Linked DNA regions of Mus musculus: regions 1 and 3 are each linked to region 2. A link is a contact called in public HiChIP or PLAC-seq data. All regions are on one chromosome and are shown on one strand. The core of a region is the stretch at or near the end of the contact, and the rest is flanking DNA. Distances in the headings are between cores, read along the strand shown. Region 1 overlaps Macroh2a2 (macroH2A.2 histone). Region 2 holds the start of Neurog3 (neurogenin 3). Region 3 holds the start of Tysnd1 (trypsin domain containing 1).

The links. HiChIP or PLAC-seq counts read pairs in DNA pulled down with a chosen protein or histone mark.
Region 1: an H3K4me3 HiChIP or PLAC-seq map of stem cell-derived neural progenitor cells shows a contact between it and region 2, with 4 times the contacts expected there. The contact joins the enhancer-like site here to the promoter of Neurog3 in region 2. A contact is called at or near these places in 5 of 115 datasets of contacts at active chromatin or transcription factors (embryonic stem cells and stem cell-derived neural progenitor cells) and 4 of 9 other capture datasets (adipose tissue, embryonic stem cells, embryonic tail and 1 more).
Region 3: an H3K4me3 HiChIP or PLAC-seq map of embryonic stem cells shows a contact between it and region 2, with 6 times the contacts expected there. The contact joins the promoter of Tysnd1 here to the promoter of Neurog3 in region 2. A contact is called at or near these places in 3 of 39 promoter capture datasets (embryonic stem cells, hippocampal neurons and stem cell-derived epiblast-like cells) and 1 of 115 datasets of contacts at active chromatin or transcription factors (embryonic stem cells).

Annotation. Positions count from the first base shown.
Region 1 is chr10:61,758,569-61,762,265 of GRCm38.p6, reverse strand. All of the region lies in intron 1 of Macroh2a2 (macroH2A.2 histone), which reads left to right. Among named protein-coding and RNA genes, the nearest start is that of Mir5108, 14 kb to the left of the region's middle. Within about 2 kb of position 2,200, at least 105 of the 459 cell types and tissues checked have an H3K27ac peak or open chromatin away from gene starts, as enhancers often do. A contact at or near this core is called in stem cell-derived neural progenitor cells, where this site is marked.
Region 2 is chr10:62,131,828-62,135,806 of GRCm38.p6, reverse strand. Neurog3 (neurogenin 3) reads right to left here and starts at 2,717. Exons shown (of 2, transcript NM_009719.6): 1 at 2,480-2,717; 2 at 1,044-2,345. The coding sequence starts at 2,344. The coding sequence ends at 1,700.
Region 3 is chr10:61,693,883-61,697,341 of GRCm38.p6, reverse strand. Tysnd1 (trypsin domain containing 1) reads right to left here and starts at 1,828. Exons shown (of 4, transcript NM_027912.1): 1 at 600-1,828. The coding sequence starts at 1,771.

The DNA of each region.
Region 1 (3,697 bases), core at 951-3,450, 370 kb after region 2:
AAAACCCGGAAGGAACCCTTTGTGGCACCATAGGCCCAGGGTTAGGGGGGAAGGGCAGAGGGAGCTTCAACCCCGGATACCTCAGACATGAGGATGGAAAGGCTTGGCTCCCTCCCCACTCCCAACCTGGTGCCATATAGGGGCTCCCCTACCATCAGCCCCAGTAAGAATCTATTGCCCTGACAGTTACCAGGCTTCGGTCCTTGTTTGACCTTATAAGGTTCCCCCACCCCCACGGTCCCTTTCCCATCCCCTCCTCAGACCCTACATTCCCTGGATATGCACACAAAGCATCTTCCATCACTCCTGCCCTGACCAGTGGTGCACAGCCACACAAACCTGGCCCCAGAGACCCTGGCCACCTCCCCAGGGGCATAAATACCCCTTTCTCCTCCCAATAAATGAACCAGTTCTTATTTACACTTGTAATCCTATCATTTGAAAAGCTGAGCCTCAAGTTCAAGGCCACTCTGAGCTACACAGTGAGTCCTAGGCTAGCCTAGACTTCACAGTAAGATCTGTTTTACAAAACAAAACAAAGGCCTCATTCTATAGACTTTTTCTTTTTTTTTTTTTTGACAATTTCATACTTGTATAGAATTGACTGCAGTCACATTCACCCCAATAGCCTCTCTCACCTTCCCCCATTTCTGCCAACTCCTTCTGATCCCCTGCCAGTGCCCTCCTTCTCACATCTCTGGCGCCACGTGCAGACTTGTTCAGGTAGTGGCAACTACTGTGTGTCCATGATGGCTGTGGTCACCTTTTATGCGCAGGACCAAATTCTGTAGTGTTCTTTCCATCCTCCTACGTGGTGTTCCCTAGGCCCTGCAGCGGGTGCCAGAGGGGCAATAGGGATGTCCTGCTTCAGAATTATGGGAAGGTCCTAGAGAGATGGCTCAGTGGTGAAGAACACTGGCTGCTCCTCCAGAGGACCCAGGATTGTTCAACAGCATCCGTGTGACAGCTCACGGCTGTCTGTAACTGCAGTCACGGGATCCGGCACTCTCGTCTGGTCCCTACCTGCAGCAGGCATGCTTGTGTGTAAGGCTGAACACCCTTACACATAAAATAAATAGCCAAGCAAACAAATCAATAAATTAAGATTCATACACATAAAATAAGAATAAAAAGAAAACAATGGAGAGAGAGAGAGAGAAGGAAGGAAGAAAGGAAAGAAGGAAGGAAGGAAGGAAAGAAGGAAGGAAGGAAGGAAGGAAGGAAGGAAGGAAGGAAGGAAGGAAGGAAGGAAGGAAATGTCTCAGGACTGATTACTCTTAATTCCATAGTTGATGTGTAAAATATCTCAACCCTAACAGACTTTGGGATGCAACAGGAAATTAAACCTACAAGATGGCACAGTGTATAAAGGAAAGTGCTACTAAGCCCGATGACCTGAGTTTAGTTGCACTCTGTGGAGTGCCATTCATGCAAGTTCCCCATCCCCTACACACACACACACACACACACACACACACACACACACATGCATACATACACACGTACATGCATACATACATACACACTCATGAATAGATACACACATGCATACATACACACACATATATGCATATATATATATATACATATATATGTATATATGTATATGTGAGAGAGACATATTGTCTTAGGGCTTCTATTGCTGTGATGAAACATCATGACCAAAAGCAAGTTGGGGAGGAAAGGGTTTATTCATCTTGCACTTCCACATTGTAGTCCATCATTGAAGGAAGCCAGGATTGGCACTCAGGGCAGGATCCTGGAGGCAGGAGCTGATGCAGAGGCCATGGAGAGGCTCCGCCTGTTTTTTAATAGAGCCCAGGACCACCAGCCCAGGGGTGGCCTTACTCATAAGGGATTGGGCCCTCTCCCATCAATCCTGAATTAAGAAAATGCTCTACAGCCTGACCTCACGGAAGTGTTTTCTCAACTGGGGTTCTCAGATGATTCTAGCCCATGACAAGTTGACATAAAACTATCCAGTACATGTACATATACACAGAAACACACATATGTACATATGCACATGCAAAAATAAATAAGAAAATGTCCTGTGCGAGGTTCAGTAACCCTAGCTGTGTATCTCCCAGCAGCTGGGCATCCATTTAGTACTATCTCCCATCATCCTTTGAGCCTTTGGCTTTCTCGTTGTCACGTGGGCTGCGGCTAAGCCGGCCTTGTGGAAATGTGAGCTGCTGCCTCTGTGGGCAGAAGGAATGTCAGTTTATTTTTACTTTCTCCTTTGTATCAACAAGGGAATGCCATCACCCTGGAGCAGAGAGCTTTGACTCATTTCCTAGAAATGCCTCTGGCTTTACTCTGCTCTTGTTTTGTCCTATGTAATTTACTTACTCTGAATTATACCGCTCCATAATTATATATTGTTATACTTTGTTATATATTGTGATCTTTACTATATAAGTTATAAATAGTATATGATATTTTTTTGGTCACAATATTCACTTACCTGACAGCTTGAGACCAACCCAGCCCTTTAACAATTATTTTTAGCCTTAGAAAGACTGTGTCTGAGCAAACCTGACACAGGCTGCCCATGGCTACATAGAAAGATCCTGTTTCAAAATAACAAGAGCAAAAGTGTGTCCAGGATGCCACAGCTGTCTTCACTTAGAAGATGGCTTCATAAGGGACAGTAAGCTAGAGCCTTGTCCCTTGGTGCGTCACACGGAATCCACCTCTCTGTGTGGCTTCAAAAGTATCCCCCAAATCATCCTGGACTCCCCATCCCAAGGAACAAAACTCTGGGTTCTGTTTGCTGTCTAGTTGCTAGGCAACAACATAATTCATCAATACTGCCCTTTGGGGAAGGCTTCTGTTTTAAAGAATGGTATTCTGGGGTTGGAAGTGTAGCCCTGTAGACGGGGTGCTTGCCTAGTGTGCAGGAAGGTCAGTCTGGGTTTGATCCCCAACACCATGTAAACTTGTTATGGTTGTACATGACTTCAATCCCAGTACTCAGGAGATGGAGGCAGGAGAATCACATGTTCAATCAAGGTCATCCTCAACTGCATATTAACTTCCAATACAGTGACAATTTTGGAGTTTTGGGTTCTTTAAAAAAAAACACAGAAATATTTTTAAAATATGTTCTTGTTATAATCCCAGATGTGGGATATGTGGCTACTTTGGACTGACCGCAGCAGCTGACTGTGATTTGTCTTGTGCTCTAGCAGGGGCGTGACTTTGCCAGCTGCAGATAGGTTCTATGAGTGTGTGACATATTAAATTCTGGAACATCTTCAGAGACTATATAAGAGCTAGGGCCCTGAGAAGCAGTGTGGGGAGTGGGGGTCAGGGGGTATTGTTTGGTTGTTGGTTGCTTGCTGTAGGTCACTGTTGATCATGGTTTGTTAAGTGCAGAGAAGAAATTAGGTAGCCTGTCTTTCCCCAAGGAACTTGACACTCAACAGGAAGTAGTCTAACAACAAAAATGTTGCCCCATTTCCCACCCCTAACTTTATGCAGGTATCTCTTTCCCTTTAACCTTTAATCTCTCTTATTTAGTGTTGGGTTGAAAGGGTGATTGAGAAGGGGTGAAGAAGGGTAGAAGAAAAAAACCCACCAAGTAACAAAAGGTGGGTATATTGCAGGCTAGCCTGGGCTACCTGAGACCCTGGCTAAAAGAAAAAAAGACTTCATTACTAGAGACACTGGAACGTGCTTCCTTTTGAGAAAC
Region 2 (3,979 bases), core at 1,468-3,967:
CCTTTGGGTTGGTCCCTGGAGATCTGCTTTCCATTATCTTGGCCCCAAGAGATAAGCTGTGCAGTTCTCTAATAGCTCGGTGCAGCTTCTCTGGGAGAAATCAGTTCCATGCCTTAGTTCTCTCCTAGTATCGTCTGGACAGCTAGCTTCCAGTGCTACAGTGAGTCAGTCTCAGGCCACCCAGAGAGCTAGAGAGCTCACTGGGATCCAAAGCCAGGGAGGGCACTTTGCAAGCAAATACACTTTCAATCCAGAGTATAGGTTTCTAGGGGTATAGAGATCCCAGCTGGAACCTCTACCTTCTCTGCTAAATGTTTGAAAAGATGGTTTTCTAGGGATTTAGTCAGCAAAATGTGCCTTAGGGGTAGAGTCTTTTTGGGTATCTCAATACTTTAGGGGAGGGATCCCTGGGGGTGGTGTTTCTAGGGACTCCTATTGTTACTTCTTTTCCTAAGGGCAGTGTAGTTCTAAATCCAAGCAGGTGTGTGTGTGTGTGTGTGTGTGTGTGTGTGTGTGTGTGTGTAGGGGTTATAAAATCACTAGCCCCAGTTAAGAGATTTGCCTTTCTTTTAAACTGCTGTTGGAAATAGGCAAGTCCCATAGAGAAAACAAGAGCCCCTGACTAAAGACTTCATACTCTCTGCCAACAGTCTGCCCCACCTCCAGCCCAGCACGGGAGGCAGAGAGGTCCCAGAGATTCCCTAGGAAAGTCTCCCCTTGCTCCTCTCCTCTCGCTCTGCAGAGTAGAATTACTCTAGACACCCCCAGCCTGGGCTGTCACCCTCCTCCCCTTCTCTGCGCACAATGGAGTCACCTTGTGAAGATTCTCGACGTTCATCTTTTATTTGTTAGCTCAAAATCTCAATCACCAGTCCTTGATACTCTTATGTACAAAATATAAACTCTCCTACCACGAAATAGCATCAATAAATACAAATGTGTAAAAATGGGGCAGGAGGCATATAATTTACCATAACAAAATTCATTTCAAAAGGCATTATATCATTTACAAACTGATTTCTTTTTCTTTTTTTTTCCTTTTTAGGGAGACAAACAGTGCTTCAGGAACCGTCCCTGCAACTCACACTTTAGACACGGGAGACAAGTTGGAGAGATGCTCTAGCCATAGGCTAGGGCTTTCCGGTTCACAGCCTGGTCTCCCTTGGGGGAAGGGTAACGACTTGAAAAGTGCAGAAGAAGGCAGATCACCTTCGTGGACTAAGGCAGAATGGAGAAGCTCAGAAACCCTGCATGTAGCGGGCAGTAAAGACGACGAACATCATCTATGGGCCAAGAGCTGGATGGAGGAGCCAGTGAGGTAAGACGCAACACTGGATTAGGTCACCCTGGAAAAAGTGATGGATGGTCGGAGGCCGGCAGATTTGAATGAGGGCAGACTCACCAGGAAGTATGGGAGTCTCCAACTAGGTAGTGCTACCATTCTCAAATGCTTGGAGCGAGAGTTTGATGTGGCTGCACCGAGGAGAGTTAAGAGAAGAGCAGCCCCCAATGTCTGCTGTGCGCAGCAGCAAGGGTACCGATGAGAAGCCTAGTTAAGCCCTGTGAGAGGGCTAGGGATCCAAGTAGTGAAAGCCAGAAGAGGCGAGATGCTTGAGAGCCTCCACTACCTCCCACTCCAGACGGCTCTGGTCCCCTCCCTTTCCACTAGCACCCACCACCCAGAGCCAGACAGGTCTCTTCACAAGAAGTCTGAGAACACCAGTGCTCCCGGGAGCAGATAGGATGGGGAGCTGGGCACCTGCAGGCCAGGGAATTCCTCCAATGAGGCCGTGGGGCTCAGGTTACCCGCTTGGGAGACTGGGGAGTAGATAGAGCCCCAGTCCCCGTTGGAGCCACCTCCGGGGCTCCCCAGCTCTCCACAGGGCACAGGGGGCTCCGGGCCATAGAAGCTGTGGTCCGCTATGCGCAGCGTCTGAGTCAGTGCCCAGATGTAGTTGTGGGCGAAGCGCAGGGTCTCGATCTTTGTAAGTTTGGCGTCATCCGGGAAGGTGGGCAGGACACCGCGCAGCGCATCCAGCGCCGAGTTGAGGTTGTGCATGCGATTGCGCTCCCGATCATTGGCCTTCTTGCGCCGGCTTCTTCGCTGTTTGCTGAGTGCCAACTCGCTCTTGGGCCTGTTGCGCCCTCCGCGTCGGGCGCGGAGCTTCCTCGAGGTCCCTCGGCAGTCACCCACTTCTGCTTCGGAGCAGTCCCTAGGTATGAGAGTGGGGCTAGGTGGGGTGGAATTGGAACTGAGCACTTCGTGGTCCGAGGCTCCGGGAAAAGGTTGTTGTGTCTCTGGGGACACTTGGATGGTGAGCGCATCCAAGGGATGAGGCGCCATCCTGCGGTTGGGAAAAAATGGAAGGTGTGTGTGTGCCAGCCTCTGACTTAGAGGTCACTGCACGGGGGACCAGAGTATCCCCCACACACACCCCGCGCGCCCCTCATCCACCCTTTGGAGTTTCCGAATTGTTACCTAGTTCTCCCGACTCAAAAGAATAGAGAGCAGCAGGTCAGTCAGTGACAAGCAGCAGTGGATAGGGTCAGTGTCAAGCAGCAGTGGATAGCTGAGCCTCTCTGCTCCCTCTGAAGTTCTGCTAAACTGCAGGCGCCCTCGCCTGGAGTAAATTGCGTCTGGAAGTCGTAGAAAAGCTCCGAGGAGGTACTCGACCACTGCTGCAGTGATGAGACCCAGAGGGATTTCTGAGCTGCATGCAAGTCGTGTGTCCCCTGGCACGCTTTATCTGCTCTGCCCCCGGCCAGGAGCGTGCCTGCCGGGCTGCTGCCTGCACCACGGGCCAATCAGCGGAGGGGGCCCAGGGGCTGCGCCACGCGAGCCCGCTCCTCCCCCCACAACCCCCACCCGCAGAGCACAGCTGGATTCCGGACAAAGGGCAGGGGTCGGGGGAGGGGAGCAGCACTCTGTTTGTTCCCCCACTCCACGCCTCCCCCGTCGCGGGCTCAGTCCCAGCAACTCTCGGTTCCTCAAAGAGCCTCGCCCAGCCAGAAGAGTCCCGTCCGGCCGCTGGGGAGAGCTTTGCCTTTTCCTCTTTCTTTTTGGCATGTGTCCAGACCCTTTCTTGGTAGCATGAAGGAGGTTTGGGGGTGCCTATATATATATAAGGAAGGCCTCTTCTTTGAGTATTACACATGGGGTCTTTTGGCTCAGAGAGGGAAACGGCTTGTCTAAATGAACCAGCGATCAAGGAGTCAAGTGTCTTCTTGGCTGGCAGCTGGGAGGAGCGCCCATTAGTTCAAAGTGCTATCCAGCTCTCCGCCACTATGGGTTGGGTCAGGAAATGTGTGTGCAACCATGTTTCACAGACTGACTCCATCCTGGGAAAGAGGACAGAGTGACCAGAGACGGTCCCTGCTCAAGTCCTTTCTACTCAGAAACTATTGCTTGGCCAGGTTCAATATCACCTTGGGATCCAACCCTCCAGCCCCCAGACCAGACCTTGAAAACCCCCACCATAGTCCTCATCCGAGACATTGGGTTCTATTCCGGAGGCGAGGGTGGTTGTAGAGAGAGTGCAGAGGGGGCATCTCATCACGCCCCGCCCCACTATGGATGCTATCGGGAAGGCCTGACCCGAGAGGCAGGTGATAGGGAAAGGTCAAGGAGGGACTTGTTCTCTGCTAGCCTTTTTTGTCTTTTCAATGCCTCCGTGTGCAGGCCCTGGGAGAAAAGCAGATCTACTTTCTGCCCCCTTTAGTGCCCCTGTCCAATCACAGACCAGAGAGGACTAGCAGCTTCACCTAGTCCTACTCCTTCCCGCCCCCTCCCTCCCCATCACTCCTGAACTGTGGGTGAGCCCAGGGCAGGGAGACTTCTAGTTTGTCCCTCTTAAGAGGTTATCTTAAGCTATCTGGAAATCTTTCCTGTGAGCCTTAAGACATTGTCCTTTCTTCCCTGCAGACCCGCCCTTCTTGTCCCTGACACCCCGTGGTCTTCTGTTTCCGGTCACTCAGGGTG
Region 3 (3,459 bases), core at 579-3,078, 440 kb after region 2:
CAACCATGCCAGAAAGCCAGGGCCACTGGCCTACTGCCAGGGCAAAAAAAGGAGAGCAAAGGTGTCTCTCCACAGAGGAAGTAAGTTGACTGTCTAAAGTTCCTTTCCTACCTACACTCTGGGGTCACTCACATCCATCCGCATGGGTCCAAGCCCTATGCTCTCATTAGGACAACCTTGCTTCATCTTCAGGTGGCAAGGCAGTCCTGGTGAGGCTCTAAGGGAGCCCTCACTAGGTATGCCACATCAATCATTACCTCAGGGCTTTCGTTTATCACTTACAGGGTTGAAGTTCTTAGGGTCAGCCTTCTATGGTCAAAGGGCTTTCACAGGGCCTAAACTGCAAAGCCAAGAGACAGAAAAGCTGCCCAAAGAGTTTCATGCTAGCTAAAGGGCTCAAAGTCACCCAGTCCTACCTGCTGCTGCCCATAGTCCCACGGGTCCCCGCGCTAAGAGTCGCTTGTGCCTGGCAGTTTGCTCAAGCTTCGCTGGGCCCTATCAAGAGGCCCAGATCCCCTCACTGGAGTCCTGGTTGTCAAATATGAACTGAGGTCTCTAACACTGGGGGCCTGGTGAGGGCGGGCAGTCCTGAGTCTTACTTGGGTGTAGCGGAGTGTACCAACACCCTGGCTGCTTCCCGGGGTGCCACATGGCGACAGGTGACCACCAGGCGAGGCGCCACGACCACTCCGGAGCCCCACACGGTACCACACTCCACCAGCACCGCCGCGGCCGCCCACGGGGGTCCGAGATCGCGCAGAGGCAGGCCCCGTGGCGTGCTCACATCGGGTGGCGGCAGCAGCACAGACAGGGAAGCGGAGCCGGGGTGCAGACGGGCGAGCGCCCAGCGGGCAACCTGAAGCAGCGGGGCGGCGGCGCACAGCAGCGTGAGGCCCACCCACTCGCGGGCCTTCCAGCAGAGCGGCGCGGCCACCAGAGCCACCAGCGCACCCGCAGGTCGAGCGGCGAACACTCCGCCGCCTTCCGTGCCCGGCAGGCAGCGCGCGTCGGTGAGCAGCAGCGGCCCGGCCGCGTTGCTGAGCACGCCGCGGCTCAGCGTGTTGAGGAAGATGTCCGGGCAGAAGGCACCGAACGGAGAGCCACAAGCCAACAGCGGTGCGCCCTTGACCACGGCCCCGAGCGGTGCCACGGTCACCACCGGTCCGCGCCTCTCCTCCGCCGCCGCGCCCCGCTGCACCCGCAGCAGGGCGAACCAGCCGAGCGCGCGCAGCTGGTCCTCCTCTTCCTCCTCCGAAACCGCATCGTCGGGCGCCGAGCTTACGAAGTGCCATTGATCGACCGCATCGGCCCCGAAGAGCCGAGCGAAATGCGAGCGGAAGGCCGGGCAGCTGAGCAGCAACAGCAGCTGCGCTGGTCGCGGGGGCTGCAGAGGCCGCGCGCGGGCCCGGCTCGGGGCGCCGGGTTCGAGGCCCAGGCTTGCGCACTGAGGCGTGCACAGCCCCGGGAGTTCCTGATCCGCGCGACCGGCAGGGCTGGCAGCCGTGGGTCCCCACTGCACGTGGAGACGTAGGTCATCGCTGCAACTGTCGCCCGGCAGGAAGGCGGTGCCCGTCTGGGTCAGCGCCGCGCTGCCCGTCCGCAGGAAGGGGGTAAAGATGCCTCCGTGGCACAGCACTAGGCCTGGGTTACGGCTCAGAATCACCCCGCTGCAGCTCCACGAGCCCGCGTCAGGCTGTCCGGCCCGCGAGGCGCTCACCACGCAGCCCGCCTGCTCCGCCACTCTCATAGAGGGTCCCCATTGCCGCCCCATGGCTTCCCCAAGACGTCGCACAACGGCTGTCACCACAGGGCGACTGGCGCAAACTCTGACTCAGGCCTCCTTGCCGAGCCCGATTGGCTAAACCTCAAGCGACCGCTCTTATTGGTTGGGCACAGCGCCGAGTCCTGATTGGCTATTGATGCTACTCCTCGTTTGCTAATCCTCCTTTCCCCGCCCTCTTAATTTAGCCAGCCTAGGAATCCTTGGGTTTGGGGTGGCGGGGTGGAGGGGCGGGGGAAGAGGTGAAAAGAAACCTCCTGAGACACAGACGTGAAGCGTCACAGGGAAACCGACAAGGGCGACACTCCCCAGTCGAATCTCGTACTTGACCGGCATCTAACTGTACCCTACAGCCACTGCACGGATGTAAGCAACCTCCGTCTCTTGACAGTGGAACAATATGGGCCAAGGGAACCCTTGGTTGATTCAGTACGTACATTCATACATACATGTGTTTATTCTGGATTTTCGAGATAGGGTTTCTCTGCTTGGTGCAGGAACTCGAGCTGCAGACTAGGATGGCCTCGAACTCGGGATCTACCAGTTTCTACCTCCCAAGCCACCAAACCCCGATCTACTTAAAAAATTTTGTAAATCCTACAACAATCCACTAGGGGGCATGCGACTCACAAAATTGCTCCTAGGACAGTTACTAAAATTCCTAAATACATAAATTGTTTTGAAAGTGGCACAGGGTGCCACTTTTTGGCCCACACTGGCATCGAACTTCGGCAGTTCTTCTGCCTACATCCTCCCTAGAGTCCAGGGATTACAGTTTTACTTTACCCATGGGTTATTTAACCATGTATTATACAACCTTTCACACGACATGTCTAACCACCACTCCGGATTTATGTTAGGTCAGGGCAAATACTTTGAAAGTACAGACTGAACTAGTTCAGGTTTTGTGGGCTATAAAATCATCACTTCCAAATATTCAGCATATAACCCAGTCTCGTAATTCGAATTTCATAACAGCTCATCTCCTCCACCATTTACAAGTGTAAAAATCAAGACTGGAGAGGAGGGCTCAGCACTTAAGAGCTCTAAGCACTTACAGCTCTAAGCATGGACCTTAGTTTGGTTCCCAGCACCCACATGGTACCTTACAGTTGCTTGTAATTATAATTCCAGGATATTCAATACTCTCGTCTGGCATCTGCTGTCCCCTGAACTCATGACTCAGGCAGGCAAACACGTACACATAAAATATAGTATTAAAAAGTTCCTCACTTTCCAAGGACAGGTGGGCATGAACAGGTATGTTTGGAGAGACTTCATGAATCTCTCTAAAGTATATTAATGGTTTTTGGTTTGGTTTGGCTTGGTTTTTCGAGACAGGGTTTCTCTGTGTAGCCCTGGCAGTCCTGGAAATCACTCTAGACCAGGCTGGCTCAGAAATCGGCCTGCCTCTGCCTCTAGAGTGCTGGGATTAGAGGATGTATTAATGTTCAGTGAGACTTCTGGGAATGGAGTTAACACTGCTGCTGCTTTCCCAGCCTCACACCTAATGCTTCCAGTGCTCCTGTGTCACAAACCTACCTAATAAGGGCAAACAGCGGTTGAGGCAGACAGAACTGGAATGAAGCGCATTCTCAGAGCAGGCAGTCCTGGGTTTGCAGACACAGATGACAAGATCTACTTTCCCCAACTTCCTAGCAATTAAGACTCTCTAGAAT